Regions from separate parts of the Mus musculus genome. Here regions 2 and 3 are each linked to region 1. Evidence: chromatin contacts called from public Hi-C and promoter capture Hi-C data. All regions are on one chromosome and are shown on one strand. Each heading gives the region's core, a stretch centred on a gene start, on an enhancer-like site or on the middle of the called end of the contact. The rest is flanking DNA. Distances are from core to core; before and after follow the strand shown. Region 1 holds the start of Lrig1 (leucine-rich repeats and immunoglobulin-like domains 1). Region 2 has its middle 54 kb from the start of 4930511E03Rik. Region 3 has its middle 110 kb from the start of 4930511E03Rik.

Region 1 (3,238 bases), core at 379-2,878:
CTATAGTGTAGGCAATCAGGAGAAAGGGAAGGCTGGTGTAAGGATGAAAAGAATGGCAAACAAAGCCGGGCATGCTGCACACACCTGTAATGCCAGTTGTTCCAGAAGACTGAAACAGGAGCATAATAAGGTTGAGGGAGTCTGGGCTACATGATGAGACTCAAACAATCAAAAAAGAAGGAAGAAAGAAGGCAAGGAAAGAAAGAGACAGAAAGCACAGACAGCTAGGCAACAATCACCTGACTACTAAATACAGGTCCAATTTTGGTTTAAAAAAAAAGCAAAACTTGAGGGACAGCCACGTTTAGCATCAAATCGTATTTCTTGAATATGTCAAACATGTAATGAAATCCCTTTAACTGTTCGGTGTTTTTCTTCCCGATGAACAGCGTTCCTACTCCCTTTCTATAAAGCCTAAGTTAGATTTAACCGTGCTGGAACAAATGTTTTCCAGAAGACTCCAGCGCCTTAGTTTCCCTGACCCTGTGTGCAGTTCGGACATCAGCAAGTCAAACCGCCCAGAGGCGGCAGATATGTATTACAGTGCTAATCTCTTCCCCCCGCCCCCCCGCCCCACTCCATTAAGTGTGTGTGTGTTCGCGCGCGTGTGCTCGCCTATGTCCAAGCACTGTTTCACATGGCGGCTATCAATCTATTCTGATCCGTGTTTGCCAAACTAACAGGTTCTCTCTCTCTCTCTCTCTCTCTCTCTCTCTCTCTCTCTCTCTCTCTCTCTCTCTCCTCTCTCCCTCCCCCCACCTCTCTCACTGTCTATAAAGAGCACGTCACGGATAATTTCTTGGAAATTGTATTTTAAAGGCACTGATTTTCAATAACAAAACACACCACCACAGCAACCCCCTTTATCCAAGTCCAGAGCACTTCCCGAACTATCCTTCAACTAACTAGGGGCGGGGAAGTGGGCGTGCCCTCAAGATTCAATTTCTGCAGCACACAGTCATTTCGGTAGTCAAGGACACATTTCTGGATTAAAGATATCAAGAAGAACGAGTGTGGAGCACAGATGGGAAAGGGGGCCCCACCTCTGAGGAAATAGCTGAGAAACTCATGAAAGCAAGTTTTAAATCTTTTTTTTTTTTCTTTTGCAAGGCACCTGAAAAAGGGTGCTCGTTTGCTGTAAATCCACCATGATGTTTTTAGTTTAGGAGAGCAGAATAAACCTTGGGTCCAGATAGCTCCCAAACCCGTGGATTACAAACTTTCTCTCTTCTCCTAGGCTCAATGGACCGAAGCTTAGGCCACTTTTCCAGATTCTGGTACTTGGTAGCCAAAACCCTACAAGTCTCCTTTAAGAGGAGGCAGCACGCCTCTCCTTTTCCCCGCCCCGTCCCCGCCTTTCACACCTTGGGTGGGAAAAGCGAGCGGAGGCGGGACCTCAGGGAGCGAGCGCTCTTATGGGTTAGGACGCCAAAAAGGCGCTCCAGGAGCCAATGAGCAACGGGCAGGGCGGGGCGTAATGCTGTAGCCCTGCAGCCAACGTGGGCCGATCTGCGCCCCGGGGCCCCATCGGAGGGGTGTGTGAGGGCGAGCAGCCGGGGCGGGGCCTGGGGCCGCGGGGCTGGACCGCGGAGCGGCTGGCCGCTGATTGTTCGCAGCGCTGAGGCACGGTGCGCTCCGGCCGCTCCGGGACGGGCAGGCGCGTGGGGTCCACGGCTATCATCAGCTCAGCGCCCTCAGTGAGATGCCCGCCCGCGCCACGCGCAGAGGCCGAGGCTAAGCGTTTTCAGTCCTCAGAGGCGGCGGCTCTCGGCGTGCGCCCGAGCTCTGAAGGCGACTCTCAGCGCGGCGGGAAGGACGAGCAGCGGCGGCCGGGCACTCACTGCGGGACTCCACAGAGTTCGCCGCGCGCGGGGCTCGGCCCGGATGGGCGCGGGGGTGGCGGTCCCCGCAGGGTGCTGCGAAGCGGCCCGGGCAGAGCGTGCCGGCTGAGCGCCGCGGCCCCGGAGCCGACTGGAGTCGGGCGTCCATGTCCCGGCGCGGAGCCTAGCTCCGAGCGCAGCCCGCGCCCGCGGCCGCCCGCACCTCGCAGCCCTCGCTCCCCGGCTTCGCGGCGCGTTCCAGACAAGATGGCGCGGCCCGGTCCGGGAGTGCTCGGAGCCCCGCGCCTTGCGCCTCGCCTTCTGCTCTGGCTGCTCTTGCTGCTACTGCAATGGCCGGAGTCAGCGGGCGCCCAGGCTGGCCCGCGGGCCCCCTGCGCGGCCGCCTGCACTTGCGCCGGGGACTCGCTGGACTGCAGTGGGCGCGGGCTGGCGACGCTGCCCCGGGACCTGCCCTCCTGGACGCGCAGCCTGTGAGTATCGCCTTTGCCTCTCGTCCGGGCGCTGTCACTAAGACGGGGCTGCTGGTGTGCTCAGCCGGAGAGGGTGCGGAGTGCGCTCTGTGGGCTGGGGAGACTTGTGGGTGGCCGAGTGGAGGTCACGCGTGGGAGCTCGGGAGAGAGGACTCTGCTTCTGGGGTTTGAAGGTGAGCGTGATTCTGGAGGAGCCTGCCTTGCGGCGAGCGTGTGTTGTGGAGAGGATGCAGGACATGAGTGATCCTGTAAGGGTGATCGAGTGTGCCTCGTGAAGTCTGGAAGTCAGCGAGTGTGGGCCGTGGAGGTGAGCCACCGGTTTGTGATTTGAAACTGAGTGAGAGTGCTGTGGAGCGCGAAATATGTGTGTGTGTAGAGTGGAGGTGAGCGAATTTGTGTGCATGTGAGACGGACGCAATGGCAGAGTGTAGGAGCCTGTGTTGGGATTGGGATCCATGGCTGTATCTTTTCTCCTGTGCTGTATGTAACCCAGCCCTTAGGTGTCTTGAGTTCCCTCAACTTACCTTCAGTTGGTAATGAATGACAGTGACTCACATCTCCAGGGTTCATGCTATTTATACTGTGTATTAGTGAGTATGTGTTGCAGTCTCCTGATCACCAGACAATCGTGGTGGCTTGACTTGGCATTGGCCAGGGCAAAAGGGACCCTGTCCTGAAGAAGCCAGGAGTTGAGAAGCTTTGAGACAGTTCTTGGAGATGTCTGAGTGTGGCTGTTAGCTCTTTTCCGCATGGCTGGCAAGTACAGGAACTGTGTTCCAGATCCCTTCCTGTCTGTTCCCTGGGGTCCCCTTGGGCTTGATCCACTGGGGCTGGGTCTGCTCCTACCCTCGAGTTTCTCCTCCATAAATGGCACAAGTTAGTTGTGGAGTAGTGCTACTATGGGAGAAGGTGACAGGGGGCCTGGCT
Region 2 (3,238 bases), core at 275-2,774, 190 kb before region 1:
TATTGTTTTAGGTCTGAATTATTCTCTTCTGGATATGTCCTCATGATGTTATTTATTGGGTATGCCCCTAAATGTCTTTTATAACAATCTTTGACCATTTTAATTAGATTAGTAGAAAATATCAATCAGAAGATTTGTAATTTGCCCTGAAATTCAGTTACTAGATCTTTATTTGTTTATTTAGCATCAGTTCTGGTTCTTAGATTCAGGGTGTCTGAGTTTCCACTCTGTTGTGGAGACACTGAACTTCACAATAGGGAAAAGTTCTTTGTCTCCCAGGATCTGTCTAGAAACCTAACATGAGGACAGGAACTTGAATACCCACAAAAATATTCCCCTTTCAGGACTCTAGGATTCAACTGGAAGGCAAAAGGCTAAGCTTTAACAATCCTGGCAATTTCCCACCTCCCTCTGTCTACCAGCGAGAGTTCACCAAATGGTCCTTGCCATGGGGGGAGAGAAAATATTCCTTCAACAATAGCCACCAATGTTAAAATGCTGAGCTGCAATTACAGCTCAAGGAGATGCCCAGCTGGAAATATTTGAAAGAATTTTGATACCCAGTGGAAAACTCTGGAAAGGTTCTGAGGTTAAAGGTCACGTGTGTAGCCTTAAAAACTATGCGTGACAGAGTTGTTTTTCCATCAACACATGGCAGGTGAGTCGTGGACATTACATCTGCCTCCTCAGGGAGCTGACAAAATGTCAGGACTCTATGCCCAGCTTAGCCTAGCCATCACTCACTTTCAGACCTTGTACAAACAGTTTCAAGTCTCCCAGCCCTTCCTTTCCATTCAGGCTGTTTTTGAAGTTAAACAAAGTCATTGACCATCACAAAGAAAATATTCAAAGCATTGTATGGGAAGAGGGGTGTGCAAAATGCGACCGTTTACTTTGCTATGTTTGGATTACAAACAAATATTCACACCTGTGGTAGGCCTCTGACTGATGAAGAACCTAGCAAACTATTTGAGACAAACACAATTTCATACTTTTCATGACTGCAAGTCTATTCCACAGTCTACTGCCAAGACGGAAGAATTAAAGTACCAAGGAGAGAAAGTGAAGCGGTCGGTGGGTCCTAAACCGCAGGCAGCAACTTGCCAAACTGGTTGAACTCTGCCACTGCTCTGCGGAAGCATTTCATGTCTAGATTCTCCAATCTTGCTTGGAAAGAAGGTAGGGGGATCTTTAAAGTAGCATTAAGAGCATCAATAGTCTCAAGGGAGACCAGAGAGAGAGGTGGTGAATACTCTTCCCACAGTGTTCAGGCCAAGTGTGACAAGCTGAACCAAGCATCGAGGTCAGGAAAGCCAGCGTTATCATTTCAGTAAACAGTATGGCCTAAAGAAGCCACACGATGGGTTTCCTTGCTGTTAACGGCGGTCAACCCAGTGGCATAGTAACTCCATAGTACCCAAATATTGATTGGGTTGCCAACACCCACTTCAGAGGTGACTGGCTGACTACATAGAGACAGCACCTGTCAACAAACAAAGGAGTCCTTCGCGGCTTCACTCCTTCAGCTAAGTGCATCTTCTCAAGAGAGCTTCAAAGGCAATTACCTGGCTATTTTTAGAGCCATTCGGGATACCGTCTCCTTGACGTTTCTCTCGAAGATCTGTGCAGAGTTATTTACTGAACTTTAATTTCCTGGAATTCAGGGTTGGCTTAGGGACTAAGTTATTTGCTCACTGTTGCCAACTGGTAGCCAGACACAGTGGCAGACGAGGACCCACAAGGCTCCGCCCTCATGTGATGACTGAGTTTGTTGGGTGGTCCCTGTCTTCTCATAGCTTCTTTGCCCACAGATTTCCCTGGGAGGTCCCAGAGGCAAATGTATTATTTGGTGGATGTAGAGAAAAAATACGTCAAAGCTATTTTCCTAGATGAAGCTTGATACATTTGTGGGAGTAGCCAAGTTGCCTCCTGATTAAATACTGTAACAATTAAAGCAGGAGACAAGGGGTTCCAAGGAAGCCAAGACAATTGCACAACGAGGTTCATTTTATTATTCCAGCTCCTTTGATAACAGAGTTAAAGGTTCCCAGGTCAGCAGAGTGGTTGTTGCCCGGGCAGCATGTTCAACATTCTATAAAGCACAACAATGTTATTTGTGTTTAGAAAACCATCTGGGGTATGGGAGTGTCATTTACCTTAACTGTCCTCTAGAAATTGAGGAAGGTTGTGGGCATTGCTGTGTCCCTTCTCACATTTGTTGCCATTCCAATTTCCATTCTTCAAAATATCACCATGGGGTATTCCCATGCCCAGGTCACGAATTCATCATATCCTTGCATAACCTCACTTCAAACCCTAACACATTGGTACTAAACTTTCAAACTAAAATTAGGCCTGTGGGTGTTCCCTTCTTCCTGTCGACAAGGGCAAGACCCACCAGACACAAAGGCACTTTGTGGCCTGTCCCAAAGAACGTGTGCTTGAGACTGTATCAGCATTTGTCGGCTGTGGAGTGTCTGCTAGAGAAGGGATGAGGCCCGAATGATAGCAAATGTACCAGGGATCCGGGTCTAAAGAAGGGTTAGCTTCCATCAGGGTGAGAAATCATGTACTGCTGACTTTTACCCTTAAGGAGCGCTGTGGAGTTACGTTCAATTGCTTATTGGGGGGTTGACTCAGAGTTTTGTACCTGCTGGGCAAATGTTCTACTGCCGTGCTTTGCCCCATCCCAGCTACCAAAATTCTGAAGGGGAGGCTAGAAGAGAATACAGTAGATTTAGTACCACTCCTCAGGCTTGGTGTTGTGGGCCAGGGAATAGTTCCTGGATGTTTTCTTTAAGATATTGACTGTCTTTGACCTCTATTTACTAGGAATAGACACACACACACACATACACGTTATGACCATCAAAATGTCTCTAAACAGGGTCAAATCCCCCCCACAATATAACCCCAAATTGAGAAGCATTTGTGCTAAATTTTATATCAACTTGACAGAAATTAGAATCATCCAAAAAGAGGAAACCTTAATTGAGAAAATGTCTCCATCAGATTACCTGTAAGTAAGTCTTTAGGACATTTTCTTGATTGATGATTACTATGGGAGGTCCCAGTCCATTGTGGGAGCTGCCATCCTTGGGCAGGTGGTCCTCTGTGGTGTAAGAAAGCAGGGGAGGAGCAAACCATGGGGAGCCATCCACTAGGTAGCATTCTGTTGTCTCTGCCTCAGCTCTTGCCTTCACTTCCTGCCCTTATTTCCCTCAATGATCATCTGTGA
Region 3 (3,238 bases), core at 282-2,781, 140 kb before region 1:
CAGAGTAGACCTCATGCCAATCACCTCATTCTCCCGTCACAAATTCTGTGGATCCAAACTACCAACAACTTGTAGAATCATACAGTTGGAAGCCAATCAAAAGCCCTTCCAATGTCTTCTCTTATAGGAAAGCTGAGTCCCTGAGGAGGACTAATACTCGCATGGGACACCTTAACACAACAGACAGAAACTCAGTCTCCTGCTCTTGAGCTGCCATTCTCCCATGATGCCAAGGGACTTTGAATTCCACGATTTTGCAAGGATTTTTAGTATCACAGAAATATGGCAGCCTTTCCCACATAGCATTTGCATTTTACCACTACCCAACAATGTCCGTCCTCCACAAGGATAAATGTTGGAATTGTGAAGATCTTGAAGTTAGCTATTGAGGGTTCACTGTTTTGGTTCCTTACAAAGGGGACTATTTGCCTTCATCACTGTAGTATCTAACCCCCAACACCTAATAGCCATTTAATACACGTCAATTGAATGAGTAAAATATGGATACCTCTGACCCCTTCGCTCAACCTCTACATGTTTTTTTAAAGTCTTATCTTCAGAAAGTGCTTGTGACTTTTCATCAGCACCAATGAAATCTATAGCAAAAATAACCCTTGAGGGTCTAGAAAGGTGGTTCCCTGGGTCAAGTGCTGGCCACACAAGCTAAGTTCAAATACCCAGAACCCCCACAAAGCCAAGCATGGTAGCATGCACGTCTGTAATCCCAGCATTCCTACAAAGAGATGGGAGGTAGAGACAAGAGGATCCTGGGAAATGCACTGGCCAGATAGCCTAGCACACACAGTGAAAAACCATCAGAGACTCCATCTCAAACAAGGTAGAAAGTTAAAACTCTCTGTAGATTGTATACACAAATATAAACACGATCACTGCACACACATACATACACACTCACACTCACGCTCATGTGCTTGCGTGAAAACCATTGACATCCTATGTGGTAAAGCAGTTTCCATATTCTGGTCTTTATTTCCCTTTCTAACCCCCACACTCCCCACACTCCCTACACCCCCACCCCTGCTCCCCAATTCCCAATCCTGCTTTTAGGAAAGGAGGAAAACTGAAAACAAGAAAAAGAAAATGAAGATAAAGTGACTTGCAGTGAATGCCTCAGACTCCAAAGCCACCAAACTTTTCCCCTCTGACTGCTATAGCCTAGCCCTTTTTTATTTTTATTTTTTTAAATCAAGGGGGAAACTAAGAAAGGAATCGCCCTTTCATCTGTTTTCAGAAGTCATGAGGTTACGTCACTGGAAGGAGAAAAATGTTCAGACACTCTGGGAGTCAGGCACAAAGAAAAGCTTCCTCCGAGTTAGGATGCACCTGCTTACTGAGCAGGTTCTAGCTCCTGCATCTGGGGCTGAGGGGTTTAGCCAGCCAGGGAATGCAGCTGTTTACTTTAGAAAAAATGTTTACACTGTAAATACCCCATGGTATTATGCCTGGTGTACAAAAATTCCAGTTCCAGAGAAAATACATAAATCTGACCTTGATGGGGCTAGCCCAGCCAGCCCCATGCTTAGCAAATGCTCAGCGTTTTTCTCTGTGGAAGCAGATGGCTTTGCCCTGTGGACTTTGGAATCCTCTCTCTCTTTTTTCTTTCTTTCTTTTTTTTCAGAAGTCCTTCATTTCTCAGAATAATTGAGAGCAAGCCAGTTCTTCCAGGTGCCTTGAGAACAATGAAAAACTATTAGTCACCTGGGAAATTTCCTCTTTATTTTTAAATGAGACTCCATGGAATGAACTGCTTCAAGCAGCTTTTGCACTATCGGTGAATAAGGTGATTTTATGGTCATACTTAATGAACCAGATTCGGTGGATATGGTTATCTTGTTTCACGGAACAGGGGTGTGTTTGATACCTTTCTTTTTCTTTCTTTGAGCAACTTAAGGGAAAAGAGGTGTATTTCTTTTCAAGGTTGAAAGAATACAGTTCATCATGGCTTGGCCCTTGCTGTCCATAGGTAGCTACAAACACTGCAGCGGGATACAGGAAGTACATGCAGTGAGACCCAACCAGAGATGGGCTATCACCTTAAAGCCTGTCCCTATTTGTGTGTGTCTAGCAGTTATGCCACAAGTACCAAAAGTTTCATCACATACCAAATAGCCTCCTCAGTTAGGGACCTCCTAGTCACATACCACATAAGCCTGGAAGGGACATTTGAGATCCAACCAGGAGAGGCCTTCAGCAACCAGAAGCGGGAGTTCTAAACAAATAAAACAACAATCAGTGAAGTTGCAGGATCAGAATGAAAACCTCTGTAACAAGGATTGTGGGTTGAGTCCCGCCCCATACCCCAGTTATTGTCACCCACCTGATCACGATCTCAGCTGGAAAGTGAATTAAAGTAGGGTCTCTTTGTTCCAATAAAACTCCAAATCAAAATTCAAACTGAAAGTCAGTCAACCCTAAACCAAAAGACCCAACTAATTACTCAAACCTTTGCTGTTCTGACAGTTTCCTTCTTTACAACTCCTTCCCTTTGTTACTTTAATTTCTTCCCCCTCAAAAAAAAAAGAATAGTTGTAATTTATGGCTAGGAGGAGTAACTGATTGCTGCTGGCAAGTTAACTGAAGGGGCCAATTGTTCCATAAGGCAAGACTCAGAAGGCTTGGAGCCATTCACCCGAAAAGACTGATGTGTGAAAGGGCAAAGCATGGTCCCTCCATTGTGTGACCCAGAGTTTTCCTGTTTGCTTCCAAATTCCTTAAGGTAACCTGGTGTGCTATAGGCCAAGCCCTGGGGACAGTGCAGAAAGCCAGAGGTGTGTGCTCCACACTCCCATCAGGGTCAGCTTCCTGGCCACAAAGGCTGCCTGTTCACATTTGTTGGCATGATCAAGACCTTTTACATGATTGTCAAGACATGCAACAAACCACCCACTTTGCTATATGTTGTGTGTCCTGAATGGCCCCAGGCCCCACTGTGTTCCAGCTAGGGATGAAGTCAGGATGACACATGGGATGTCCTCCCTGAAACCCATACACACCTGACACTCTGAAGTGTTCTAGGAACTCAGGCTTTGTGTATATTGTGTGTGTTTCACCAACCCTAACGGTGTGGTGTTGTGTTGCTGCAGACCACAGCTCTGTTTTGCCAAAACTTGTCTGCTTTCTCCTACAGGCTCACACCAACATTCTCCTGCTGTGCCAGCCACCATGGTCACCTATAGATAAGGACTCACATAAACCAGGGACTAGATTCTGCCTACAA

Evidence for each region. Promoter capture Hi-C pulls out the DNA fragments that hold promoters and counts their contacts. Hi-C and Micro-C count contacts between places; a contact is called where the count stands out from the background.
Region 2: a contact with region 1 is called in a promoter capture Hi-C map of cranial neural crest. The contact joins the enhancer-like site here to the promoter of Lrig1 in region 1. A contact is called at or near these places in 4 of 39 promoter capture datasets (3T3-L1-derived adipocytes, cranial neural crest, liver and 1 more), 2 of 484 Hi-C or Micro-C datasets (the HL-1 cell line and olfactory sensory neurons) and 2 of 115 datasets of contacts at active chromatin or transcription factors (craniofacial prominence and pancreatic cancer cells).
Region 3: a Hi-C map of uterus shows a contact between it and region 1, with 2.9 times the contacts expected there. The contact joins the enhancer-like site here to the promoter of Lrig1 in region 1. A contact is called at or near these places in 3 of 39 promoter capture datasets (3T3-L1-derived adipocytes, cranial neural crest and liver), 1 of 484 Hi-C or Micro-C datasets (uterus) and 5 of 115 datasets of contacts at active chromatin or transcription factors (craniofacial prominence, embryonic limb bud, embryonic stem cells and 2 more).

The regions. Positions count from the first base shown.
Region 1 is chr6:94,698,535-94,701,772 of GRCm38.p6, reverse strand. It overlaps Lrig1 (leucine-rich repeats and immunoglobulin-like domains 1), which reads left to right and starts at 1,628. Exons shown (of 19, transcript NM_008377.2): 1 at 1,628-2,311. The coding sequence starts at 2,088.
Region 2 is chr6:94,887,772-94,891,009 of GRCm38.p6, reverse strand. No RefSeq gene overlaps it. Among named protein-coding and RNA genes, the nearest start is that of 4930511E03Rik, 54 kb to the left of the region's middle. Within about 2 kb of position 1,524, at least 11 of the 459 cell types and tissues checked have an H3K27ac peak or open chromatin away from gene starts, as enhancers often do.
Region 3 is chr6:94,834,179-94,837,416 of GRCm38.p6, reverse strand. No RefSeq gene overlaps it. Among named protein-coding and RNA genes, the nearest start is that of 4930511E03Rik, 110 kb to the left of the region's middle. Within about 2 kb of position 1,531, at least 10 of the 459 cell types and tissues checked have an H3K27ac peak or open chromatin away from gene starts, as enhancers often do. A contact at or near this core is called in uterus, where this site is marked.